Regions from separate parts of the Gossypium hirsutum genome. Here region 1 is linked to region 2. Evidence: chromatin contacts called from public Hi-C data. All regions are on one chromosome and are shown on one strand. Each heading gives the region's core, a stretch centred on a gene start, on an enhancer-like site or on the middle of the called end of the contact. The rest is flanking DNA. Distances are from core to core; before and after follow the strand shown. Region 1 holds the start of LOC107962134 (cation/H(+) antiporter 15). Region 2 holds the start of LOC107955759.

Region 1 (5,887 bases), core at 291-2,790, 130 kb after region 2:
TAAAACTCTCCTCCACATTCGGCCTATAAGGCTGCTTGGTGGTCCGTTACAACCGTTGGCCGACGACGGCGGTGGAGCGCAACCCAGGTACGCCCTTTTCCTCTCTTTTTTTTTAAATCTATGCATTTTTTTATTAAAATAGATTTTTTAAAAGAAGGAAGTAAATGAATAAACATAAAAAACAAAGATAAACAGAAAATGAAAGAAAGAAAAAAAAGAAAAAGAACAAACCAAAACCTTTTAAAACTTCCGTTTTAGTTCTTTTCTGATTTTTAGTGTGTGTAAAAAGTTTTTGTAAAAAACAGAAAAAGAAGCTACAATGAGAAGGTTGTGGCTTTTAAAGCCAAGTTACAAGACTTTTCTTTTCTATTTTTTTTTTGTCTTTTTGCTCTTGTTTCTTCTACTACTTGTGTGTGCCTTTTTTGCTTGCGAGTTGCAGGTGGTTGTCAGAGGCGTGCGATGCAGGTGATAGGCGAGCCGAGTGGCGGTGGTGGCGCGCATGAGGGGCTAAGCGGCGGCTGCAATGCTAGGGTTCCTTCACTTCTTTTTTTCTGCTGAAAATGTTTTGGGTTAATAAGGCTAGGGTTTAGGTTATTTGGGCCTGTTGGGCTTGTTGGGTTTTGATTGGGCTATTGGGTTTAATATGTAAGTAGACATTAATTTTGGGCTATTTAATTATTTGTTTAGGTTTATTGTTTTTTTTTGTTTTGTTGACTTGGGCCAAAATTGGCTATTACAATACACTTTGAAGCTTTCGCTAATTTCTCATAAATTCATTTTTTTTATCCTTATGCACTGACAATGTCCCATAGATGTAGGAAGTTTTTTAACTATGGAGACTTTGTTCTGGTGTCCATCTCGTTTTTCTTATTAGTAGTTACTTTATTAGTTGCAACTAAGCAAATAGTTGATAAGAAAAAATCAAGTAACTTTCAAGTTATTACATTAGAAATAAAAATACTTATAAAACTTTAGAATCATATAAATCCATCTAAGATTGCTCGACCTAAACCAATACAAATCTAAAATAATCTGAGCACAAAATATTTGAATTTAAGAGGGTTTGAGAATAATAAAATTTAAGCCTGAAAAAGACCAAGCTCAAAAAATTCCCATCCTAAATTAATTTAAACCCAAAATAATGTAAATTTAAAGAAAACTCAATTTGAACCCATTCAAACATGTTTGCCACCACTCCTTTTTCCCATTTTGAAATGAAGAACAAATTTTAATGTAACTTTAATGGCTACAATATCTTACAAATTCCTCTATTTTAGAGATCATATCAATTTTTTATTTTTATTTGCAATTCAATTTCAAATAATAAAAAATTGGACTATAAAAGCTTCTAAAATATGAAGTTTAATAAAAATTAAATAATATTTTTAAATAGTAAAATGTGAATTCTATTAAAATTTGGTCTTATACAAGAATTAAATTAATGTTTTTAATAGTAAAAAACGTAATTTGATAAAATTCCAATAATAAAATTAGCTGGTAATTACTTTTTCCAAATTTAATCACCATTGAGATATTTTTTAAAATAAAAAGGATAAATGAGAGGGAGAGAAGTGATTAAAAGGGCTATTTTTCATCCTTATGTTGAACTATGGTTGAATAATTAGAAGAGATGAGTGATAGATTATGTTGAGCGAAAACCATTTATTTTAGTGACCTAGCTTGAAGGACAACCTCCCAATCAAAATTGTGGAATTCCAAAAAAAGAGGCTCACCATCCACTCCTACTTTTTGTACCTTTAGATTCTTGCTGCTTAGTTCCCATTTCTTTCTTCCATCGGATTCCTTGATCGAGAAGCAGCAATTGAAGCATGGAAGGGGGATTAACTCATGATGCAATCAAGATTGGTAAAAACCTGACCATTCTTTGCATAAACAACTCATTTAAGAAAATCCCAGCAAAGAGTATATGGCTCAGTGGTAACCCTCTCGTCAGCCCCACCACTCTTCTCATGTTTCAGCTCTCTAGCATTTCAACGGTCTCACTTCTCATCAATGTTTGTTTCAAGCCTTTAGGACAATCATCCTTAGTCTCGCAGATTTTTGTATGTTATTTTTCTTTTCAATTCTAACATTAAGTTACTTAAATGTATCATATACTTATTTACTTACATTTATAATTAACATCAGGTTCTAAACACTTGTGTTAACCAAAAACCCAGGGTGGAATGATATTTGGCCCATCAATTCTTGGCCACAGCCAAGACGTAGCCGACACCGTTTTCCCGATCCATAGCCGAGCTATAATGGATGTGTTCTCAGGATTCGGCATTATGTTCTTCTTCTTCGAAGTTGGAGTAAAGATTGACCCGTACCTGATGGTGTGTCCGGGACGAATGGCTGCAGTTATAGGCGCTTCGGCTCTCATCATTACGACGGGTCTTTCAATTGGACTTGCTGTTTTCTTAAAGACGTCCGTCACCATGAGTACCTCCCTCCAGAACTCGTTGATACTTGTAGCATCATCTCAATCTTTAACAGCTTTCCCTGTAATTTCTACACTGCTAGACGAGCTCAAGATTATAAACACTGATGTCGGTCGAATTGCTCTCTCTTCCTCCATGTTTTCCTTTTTAATCGGTTTTTCGACGACTTCGATTCTTTTCTCCATCAAACAAGCCAATTCCCATCATATTTACAGTTTTCTACCACCCTTTCTTTCCGTAGTTGCATTTGTAGCCACCAACTTTTTAATTCTTCGTCCCAAGTTAAAGAAGATGTTTACTCAAGCAGTGGGTCCAAAATCTATTGATGAGAAGACCATAGCATCTATATTCATCCTAGTCATGGTGTCGGCATTCATTAGCGAGGTAATCGGGCAGCATTACATCTTCGGACCATTACTTTTAGGCCTGGCTGTGCCTGATGGACCGCCTTTAGGCGCAGCTATATCGTCCAAGCTAGCTTCTCTCGGGTTAGCCTTTTTCTATCCAGCCTACTGCGCTGTCACCGGCCTGCAAACAAATGTCTTCGACGTCGATTTAGAAACTTACTACATTATCGGGATCATCATCATCTTTACTTTCGTTGTCAAGCTTATAGCAGTGATATTACCAGCTCTCTGCTTCAATTTGCCCATCAAAGAAGCAGTTGTGCTTGCACTGATTCTAAACGCAAGAGGCATTGTTGAACTTACTTTCGTCAATCTTTGGAAGGACGGAAAGGTTCGTTATAGACCCTTAGTTTTCACTACTTAATGATTTTAACATCCTTTAAGTTAACCTAAAGCGTCCGTTTTTTCGATTGCAGCAAATCGGAAATCAATCATTTACACTGGTAACGGTCTCGGTATTGGTAGTGACCGCGATTATAACTCCGTTGGTACGAATGTTGTATGATCCGACGAAGCAATGTGTTTCAGAAAAGAGGAGTACCATCCATCATTCCAACAGTAATTTAGAGTTTCGTATCCTGGTTTGCATCCATAACCCTGAAAATATCCCAACAATAATGAACATCCTTGAAGTAACCCATGCCAGTGAAATGAACCCCGTTGCGGTCACAGCTATGGTCCTAATTGAACTTGTGGGAAGATCAACCCCGGTCCTCGTACGGACTGACAAGCATCGCGGAGAAACGCCATTGTTGGCAGACCAAGTACTCAATTCCCTGATCCAGTACGAGGCACGCAATGAAGGCTGCACCACTGTTCAATCATACACATCAATGTCACAATTTCAGACAATGCACGATGATATCTGTCGTATAGCAATCGACAAGCGTGCCAACGTATTGATCCTGCCTTTCCACAAGAAATGGGCTATAAGTGGGAAGATCGAGTCCACCAGTAGTCCCATACAAAACTTGAACATCAATGTCCTAAACAAGGCACCATGTTCGGTTGGAATCCTTATAGACAGGGGAATCCTAACTGGTTTCACGTCGGTCCGGACATCCCAGTTGAAATTCCACGTCGCCGTCCTCTTCCTAAGCGGGTCCGATGACTTGGAAGCGCTAGCTTACAGCTTCCGAATGGGGAAACATGAACGCGTTCATCTAACCATCATCCGTTTACTCGTTTCCGGAGACGAAAACGCGAAAGACTTTAAGTTCGACAACAATGTGATCCATGAATATCGACAAGCTAACAAGGAAAATGATCGTATTACGTATGAAGAAAGGGTATTAACAGATGGGTTATGCTTATCTTCGTATATGAGTTCAAACCTAGAACATTATAATTTGATTTTAGTAGGGAAAACCCACCAAGATTCACCACTGCTCCATGGACTTGGAGAGTGGAACGAGTGCCCGGAGCTTGGGGTGATGGGCGACATGCTTGCTTCGCCATATTTGAAGACCAAAGCGTCGGTGTTAGTGATTCAGCAACATAAGTTACGAGGGAAGCTGCTGGGCAAAAACATGAGATTTCTAAGGAGTAAAAGTAGTTCAATTTATCCAGAATTGCCAACCAAAATTATTTGTCAGGGAGCCAAGACTGATTCCTTTTATATTTCAGTCGATGGATCTCGTCATTCTTATTAGATACTTTTCACACACACACACACATCGAAAACGTTGCATTTATGTATTTATTTGTTGTTGTTTTTTAATTTGTTAGGGTTTAGTAATTTGAGCTAATAGCTGAGTCTGACAGCTTAGCATTTTAATATGCCATTCTTGGAATGTCCGATGTATGTACATAGCTTGTTTTGATGAACTGTGAATTAAAATTAAATTCTAGGACTTGTTGGTAATTCAACTACAGCACATGTGCCAACAACCTCCAGCTTCTACAAATTCCTCCACTTTTTATTTTATTTTATCGGTTTGCTAAGCTAATAAAAGAAAATAAGTCTCATGTATATTCTTATTTAATATTGCGGATAATAAGAACCAAGCTGGTTACATGATGGGTAATAGAAGAAGAGGAAAAAGAAACTAATAGTTGGACAATAGTGATGATTAATGGTTCACAAAACTTGAAAGATTTTAGAAAGAAATTCAGAAGGAAAAACGTATCGAAAATTGCCAATAAATCTATTTTAACGGAGATGTTATATATCCAAAAAAAAATAGCGAGGAGGTTGACTCCATTGCTCTTTAGAGAGACATCATCAAGGAGGTTGAAGAAGCTTGAGTTGTGGGTAAGCAGTTATATCTTAATGTAGTCGAGTAGAATAAAAGGTAATTGCAAAACTGGAAATTATTATATTGACAGGAAGGCCATAAAGATTTGAAGTAGCATTTTTCACAAGTGAGATGAAAATATATGAAGCTACTTAATAACAAGTTTCAAGATTAATCTTACGTTTTATTAAGATTATGTCCCAAGAAGATTTTTCAATATATTTGACTTGTGTGTCGGTGTGCGTTTGACTTGTGTAACAGTCAATATATGAAGCATTTTTCATTCTTGTTGAGGAGAGTTTCCTTTAGACACAGGTGTTTTACAATTTGTTTGATCTTCTTGTTCCAATAAAAATATTACTCAACTTTTGATTAGTTTTACTCTATTAAATTTTTTAAAATAGTTTCTAATTATATTGTAAACATATATCATTTAAAAATTAAATATATAATCTTATAGAATAAACATAACAGAAATATGTTTAATTGTTCATATTTAAGAAATTTAAAAAATAAAAATAAAAACATATAATACATGTTCAACCATTTTTAGGTTCGGGGGGGGGGGGTGGATGAATGAATCTGAACAGGCTTCAATTATCCATTTATAAACATGGTGAGGCCTAAACAAAATTTAAAGCATATATTTTGGTGATAATAAACCAGACTCAGACAGGGCTCTCTCATAATTGCAAAAATGTCTGAAAGCTTAGTATACAAAAATTGATGATAATAAAGTTTAACTGATACAATTGATAAGCCTATGCTGGATCTTAAACAATTATTCCATAATTTCCTG
Region 2 (6,172 bases), core at 1,482-3,981:
AATTTTAGAACTTATCTATGGAAACTTTCAAAATCATTCATAGAATCAAAAACTAATAAATTCAATAGTTGGACCTAATTGTAAAAGTATCAAAATCACAAAATTCACAAGAAATAATAAAAAATTGAACTTACTTGTAATAAGAATATAAAAAACCAGCTTAGAAAGTCTCTTTAATGGCTGTTTTTAGCTGAGAATTTTGAAGAAATCTCTAGATTTTCATTTACATCCTTTTTAACTATTAAATTTTGTCATTTTCCAATTTTACCCCTTTTAGCACTAGGTTTGTTATTTCTTATGCACACATGTCGTCCAAGCCATTGCCTATGTATCTAATTGCCTATTTGGTCCTCCCTTAATTACTTCTTAAGTTATTTAATCCCTATTTCTTTAATTAGTAAGTTTTGCACCTTTTCACTTTAGTTCTTTTTAATTAATTAACGATCAAAACGCTAAAATTTTTTAACGAAACTTTAATACTAATTCACTAACACTCTATAAATATTTATAAAAATATTTATGATTCAGTTTATAAATTCGAGGTCTCGATACCTCGTTTTCACCCCAATTTATCTAATAAATTCTTTTAATTCACAAAATTTACTATTTTTAAAAATATTTCTAAAATCACATTTCACTCGTAAATATTAATTTATTAAATTTCAAACTTACTCATCGAATTTAATAATCTCGAATCACTGTATTTGACACCACTGAAAATTAGCCTGTTACTTGAAAAATTTTCAAAATTAACTATTTGGACTGTTTTTTAACTTGTCGGAATATACCTGTAGGCAGATTGCATGTACGATTTGGATCCTTTAGTTATAGCGGAACAAATGGGTGCATGACAGAGTGTTTGCCTCGTCACAATATATTGTAAGTATGATTTCGTCCTATGTGGCTGAACTAAATAAAATCGTGAAGAAATTACCTGTTGTGAATGTGGGTTTTGAGATGTGGAGACCACCGGATGAACCTTTTGTCAAGATAAATTTTGACGTCGCGTTTCATGTCTTTTCTTCAAATTCCTATTCAGGGATAATCATTAAAGATGGTAGATCTAAAACTATCGCTGAAAAGGTAATTGTAAATGGAAATATAGTGTCGGTTTTTGCAGCTGAGGCCCTTGCATGCCTTCAAGCACTCAGCCTGGGGGTGGATCTCGGTTTCTAAAGGTGGTGGTGGAAGGGGATTCTCTCTCTGTGATAAAGAAAGCGAACTCGAGTGGTGATGATAGATCGACCATCGGGGCTTATATTCAAGACATTAGAATTGTCAGACAAGGATTGAAAAAGTGTGAGATTGTTTATGCCCCCCATGAAGCGAATAGACCGGTTCATTTCCTAGCACAAGAGGGATGGCGAAGGGGAGAGGGTCTAAATCTAGAGTATGATTACCTGGTAGAGATGGTGGCTCTGAATTGTGGTGGGGATGGTGAAGATGATGCGGGTGGTGCGATGGCTTCTGGATAACCAAAGGCTTTTCCTCAAACTTTTTTGGTGAAGGGGATTTTTTGAGGGTGAGAAGTACGATTTTTGAGTGGAGATTAAATAAGATTTTGGTTTCCAATATCTTTTGAGAACCTGCCCTTGTTGTTGAAAGTCACCCATGGTCTACACGTGTATTTCACAAGTGGGAGTGGCTCTTCTAACTAGGCTGGAATTTGTTTGCTTTGTTTGTTTCTCATTTCTTTTATTTTTTATTTTATTTTATTTATTTTGATAGGTTTGGGTGTTTCTGTACTTGTTTTTAACTTATTTTGTTTAATAAATTCTCCGGCCGGATTTTATTCAAAAAAAGAAAGAATATATATAATATTTGTTAAATTAAAAATATTTTAATTATAAATTCAAAAAAGAATGTATTTATTAAATTAAAAATATTTAAAAAAAATAATTTTAATTATAAATTAATAAATATATGTATGACTCAAATTTAGATTTAATATGACATATTTTATGTAATAAATTTAAAAAATATATTGCTATGTTTTGTCATATTTTATGCAATGATAAAAGAGTTTAATAAAAAATAATTGATTATATATTAATAAAAAATATCAATATTTTCATTTATATTAAGTATTTTAACATAAAAATATATATAAATATTAAAAATATTTTTATTGTCGTATCCTACCATATTTTTTTAAAAATTATTGTGTTACTATATCTGCATCGTATCGTATCCGTATTGTGTGTCTATGTCTATGCTTTATAGGCTGACATCAACATGCCCCATAAAAAAAAGTCATTTTTATATAAAATTTTGTATCTGAATTATTTTTCGTAAATAAATAATTTATTGGTTAAGTTTTGAAAAAAAACATAAAAAGCCTTTTTTTTTTATTGGAGTGGAAGAGGATCAGATTGGGGGTTCCACCAATAAATGTTATCTCTGTATCTCCCCTTTGAAGTTGCTTCCTTTTTCACGTCTTCTTCAATCGCACCCTCTTTATTCTTTGCTCATTCAGGGTCTAATCAAGCCCTAGGCTTTCATCTTTGCTCTAAACCTTTCCTGTACTCTCAATCTTCTCCATGTCTTAAGTCTTAACCAAAACATGTTTAGTTTCCGAGTTGTGGTGCTTATCTTGGGATGCCTTCGGTTAACTGAAGCTGAGAGAGATACCCTAAACCCAGGTGATAAGCTCATTTCCATTTCATCTGATAATCTTGTATGGCTTCTTCAGACAAGAGTACCATCAGACTTGGGATGACAAAAGCTATGGTATTATTTGGCTATGTGGTACGCCCAAGGCACGTTGACGTCAAACAACCATTCCATTTGGTTGGCTAATCGAGACAATCTCATCGCAGACGACTCGGGAGTTCTTGTCCTAGATGATACTGGACTGAAAATTACACGCACCGGTGGGAATCCTATCCAAGTTTTCTCACTTCAATCTACCTCTACCTCTATCACCATCAACACTTCCGATATGAAGGTGGTCTTACAAGATTCGGGAAATCTTGTTTTGCAAGGTACAAATGAGGAAAATAGGGAAAACGTAGTATTGTGGCAAAGCTTTGACCATCCAACTGATAGTTTTCTACCTGTGATGAAATTGGGGGTTAGCCATGGGAGAAACTTCTCACTTACTTCTTGGTTCAGTGATTCAATCCCTGCGTCTAGGTCGTTTACAATGGAATGGGATCCTGCACGAAATCGATTAGTAGTTCGGCTTAGAGAGAGGATTTTGTGGACAAATGGTGAAGATTTTGAAAATATTGGCCCTTCGGATCCATTTAATATGAATTATGATTTCACTAATGTTTCTAATCCAAATTGGAAGTACGTTTATTATACTCTTGTAATTTAGTCAATACACTCTTGAAGAGCGAAGGAAAAACTGTAGGTTAGTGTTGCAGGACGATCGGGATTTACAACTTAGAGATATCTATACAATCAATTTACAAATCTGTGATAGTAATACCACAAAGAATGGTTGCGAGAGATGGGAAGGACCAAAGTGCCGAAAGAAAGGTGATAAGTATGAATTAAGAACCATATGATATACACATAAAGATTCTTTAAATGACACACTATATGGAAACACCAATCTTTCCTTGAACGATTGTAAGGACATATGTTGGAAAGACTGCAAATGTTTGGGAGTTGAAGCGGAGAAGGACCTTGGTTGTCGATTTATTTTAGGGCATTATGAAGAAGGTGTGTTGGATGGACTTTCATTTCAACTTATAATTCGCAACTGTCCAAGTTTAATATCGCATGCTGATGTTCCAATCTTTGAACTTGTTTTGATTCGGTAGTATAGTATAAAGACAATCAAATTCATGAATACCTCTCCTGTTGTGTACATTGCTTGCAGAGTCGAAAACTTGGATATGGATTTTAATCTCTCTAGCAATCGCTCTAATGATCATAGTACTGCTTTCCACTCTGTTTTATTTGAGAAGGCGAAGGCAAATTAGAAAGGAAGGTACTAAAATGGAGGGGAATCTCAAATTCTTAATCAATTGATGTTTCAGTAGTATTCTTTTTTTTTAATGTATAATTCAACTTTGCTTTGAACAGAAGAGTACCTACTTGACTTAATGACTTCAGAAGATGCAAGTGACGTATCAGAACTTCAAACTGGAAACAATGGTCGTAATCTAAACATATATACAGCAGGTTTAATCATGTCTGCTAAAAATGGCTTCTCACCAGATAATTTGCTTGGAAAAGGAGGCTTTGGAGGTGTTTGCCAACCGCCCCATAAGTGAATTAGTGATAATGATTTCATCAATCTGCCTCTAACACTTGAAAACTTGTTAAATCATTAGGGAACATTGGGTGATGGACAAGAAGTTGCAATAAAGAGATTATCAAGCGGATCAAGCCAAGGGCTAGTGGAGTTCAAAAATGAGCTTATACTTATAGCCAAACCGCAACACACAAACCTTGGCTCTTAGGCTTTTGCGTTCAAGGAGAAGAGAAAATGCTTGTCTATGACTACATGCCTAATAAAAGCTTGGACACTTTTATCTTTGGTCGGTAGTACCAACTCTTTAGTTATTTCTTCAACTGTCGATGCTAATTTCTATGTTTACATTGTCTTTTTTTTTTTCCTTTCTAACAGATGACTCCAAAATGAAGCTATTGAAGGGATAACTCAAGGGCTACTTTATCTTCATAAATACTCGAGATTGAGAATAATTCACAGAGATCTGAAGTTGAGTAACATATTGCTTGATGAAAACATGAACCCCAAGATATCAGATTTTGGGTTGGCCAAGATATACATAACGAATGCAGCTGGATCAAATACGAAACAGATTGTCGGCAGATAGTAAGTACACACTTCCTGTTTCCATGTCTTGTCCAATGAAAGAATATGGTTATTAACTGTACTGTTGATGAATTCATGCAATAGTTACATGTCTCCTGAATATGCAATGGAAGGCATATTCTCTGAAAAATCTGATGATTACAGTTTCAGAGTTATGGTTTTGGAAGTTGTCAGTGGTCAGAAAAATAGCAACCATTTTGAGTTTGATCGTCCACTTAACCTGGTTGGATACGTAAGTTCATATCATTTTCTTGCAGTAGTTAGCATAGACTAAGCTTTACCGATATAAAACAAACACCATTTTTTTTTTAACCCCATGATTGATGTCTGCAGGCATAGGAACTACGGAAACATGGTGGAGCATTACAATTAATGGATCCGGCTTTAAGTGATTCATGTTTTAAACGATACCAAGTTTTAAGATGCATTACATTGAGTCTGCTATGCGTGGAAGATAATCCATTGGATAGGACAACGATGTCTGATGTTATCTCTGTGCTAATTGGAAAGATGCAATTGGCATTGCCAAAACAGCCTGCAATAAGGATTGTAGAAACATATATAGAGAGCAAAGAGGTGGAAATTTACTCATTGAACGGCCTAACCGTGTCTACCATGGATGCAAGATGACCAAAAGACTTGTACTCATGTTAATTTTTATGTTTTCCAGCCAAGATTATTTTTTTTTTATATTACACCAGTGTAAAAATTAAAGTAGACTTATATATTTTCATAACTATTTATATAATTAATCCGGTCTATTTATATTGATCATACATATAAAATTTAATGTAAATTTAACTATTTATTTTATATAAAATATTAATATGTTTAATAGACTACATGCACATAACATATAATTGCTTATTGACAATTCTTTCTTATATGGTTATAGGTAGGGGAATAAATTTACGACGTCGTATTGCTTTTTGTACTTTGTTTTCTAAAAAAGTTTAGATTTTTCTTTATCGACCTAATTGATTATTGTAAAAATGGTTTGCAGCCATTGATGAGCATCAAGACAGGACCACTTGTTCAAACTTTTGAAAGTAATATCCTCAGCTGGACGACTTTTTTTTCCTGATGAAATCCTTTTCTGTAAGACTTATGATTGGTTAAACGAGCAGTGGTGGTGCCTTTTCTGAAAGTACATCTGTTACATGTGCGGCAACTAAAGCAAAGGTGAACGCTGTTTTAGGACAAATTCCCTAAACTGCTCGGCTCATGAATTCCTTTCTCAGTTTCCCCAAACCCTAAGTTTCTGCTCACACTTTCCTCATATTTCAGGTGATCAGGTCAGTCTTCCCTAAACGTTCTTAATATTCCTGTTAGGGTTTATTTTCCCAGTATATACATGTATACTTATCTGCTGTTTTT

Evidence for each region. Hi-C and Micro-C count contacts between places; a contact is called where the count stands out from the background.
Region 1: a Hi-C map of leaf shows a contact between it and region 2, with 4 times the contacts expected there. The contact joins the promoter of LOC107962134 here to the promoter of LOC107955759 in region 2. A contact is called at or near these places in 8 of 34 Hi-C or Micro-C datasets (callus and leaf).

What each region holds. Positions count from the first base shown.
Region 1 is chrA06:120,080,439-120,086,325 of Gossypium_hirsutum_v2.1, forward strand. It overlaps LOC107962134 (cation/H(+) antiporter 15), which reads left to right and starts at 1,541. Exons shown (of 3, transcript XM_041116028.1): 1 at 1,541-2,063; 2 at 2,181-3,182; 3 at 3,268-4,696. The coding sequence starts at 1,830. The coding sequence ends at 4,503. LOC107962135 (a long non-coding RNA gene) reads left to right here. Exons shown (of 2, transcript XR_001701522.2): 1 at 1-87; 2 at 440-761. LOC107962133 (biotin carboxyl carrier protein of acetyl-CoA carboxylase) reads right to left here. Exons shown (of 9, transcript XM_041116031.1): 9 at 5,778-5,887.
Region 2 is chrA06:119,950,751-119,956,922 of Gossypium_hirsutum_v2.1, forward strand. LOC107955759 reads left to right here and starts at 2,732. Exons shown (of 7, transcript XM_041116025.1): 1 at 2,732-3,672; 2 at 3,833-3,943; 3 at 4,039-4,203; 4 at 4,290-4,496; 5 at 4,586-5,027; 6 at 5,129-6,090. It overlaps LOC121230718 (a long non-coding RNA gene), which reads right to left and starts at 1,676. Exons shown (of 5, transcript XR_005928860.1): 1 at 1,401-1,676; 2 at 935-1,031.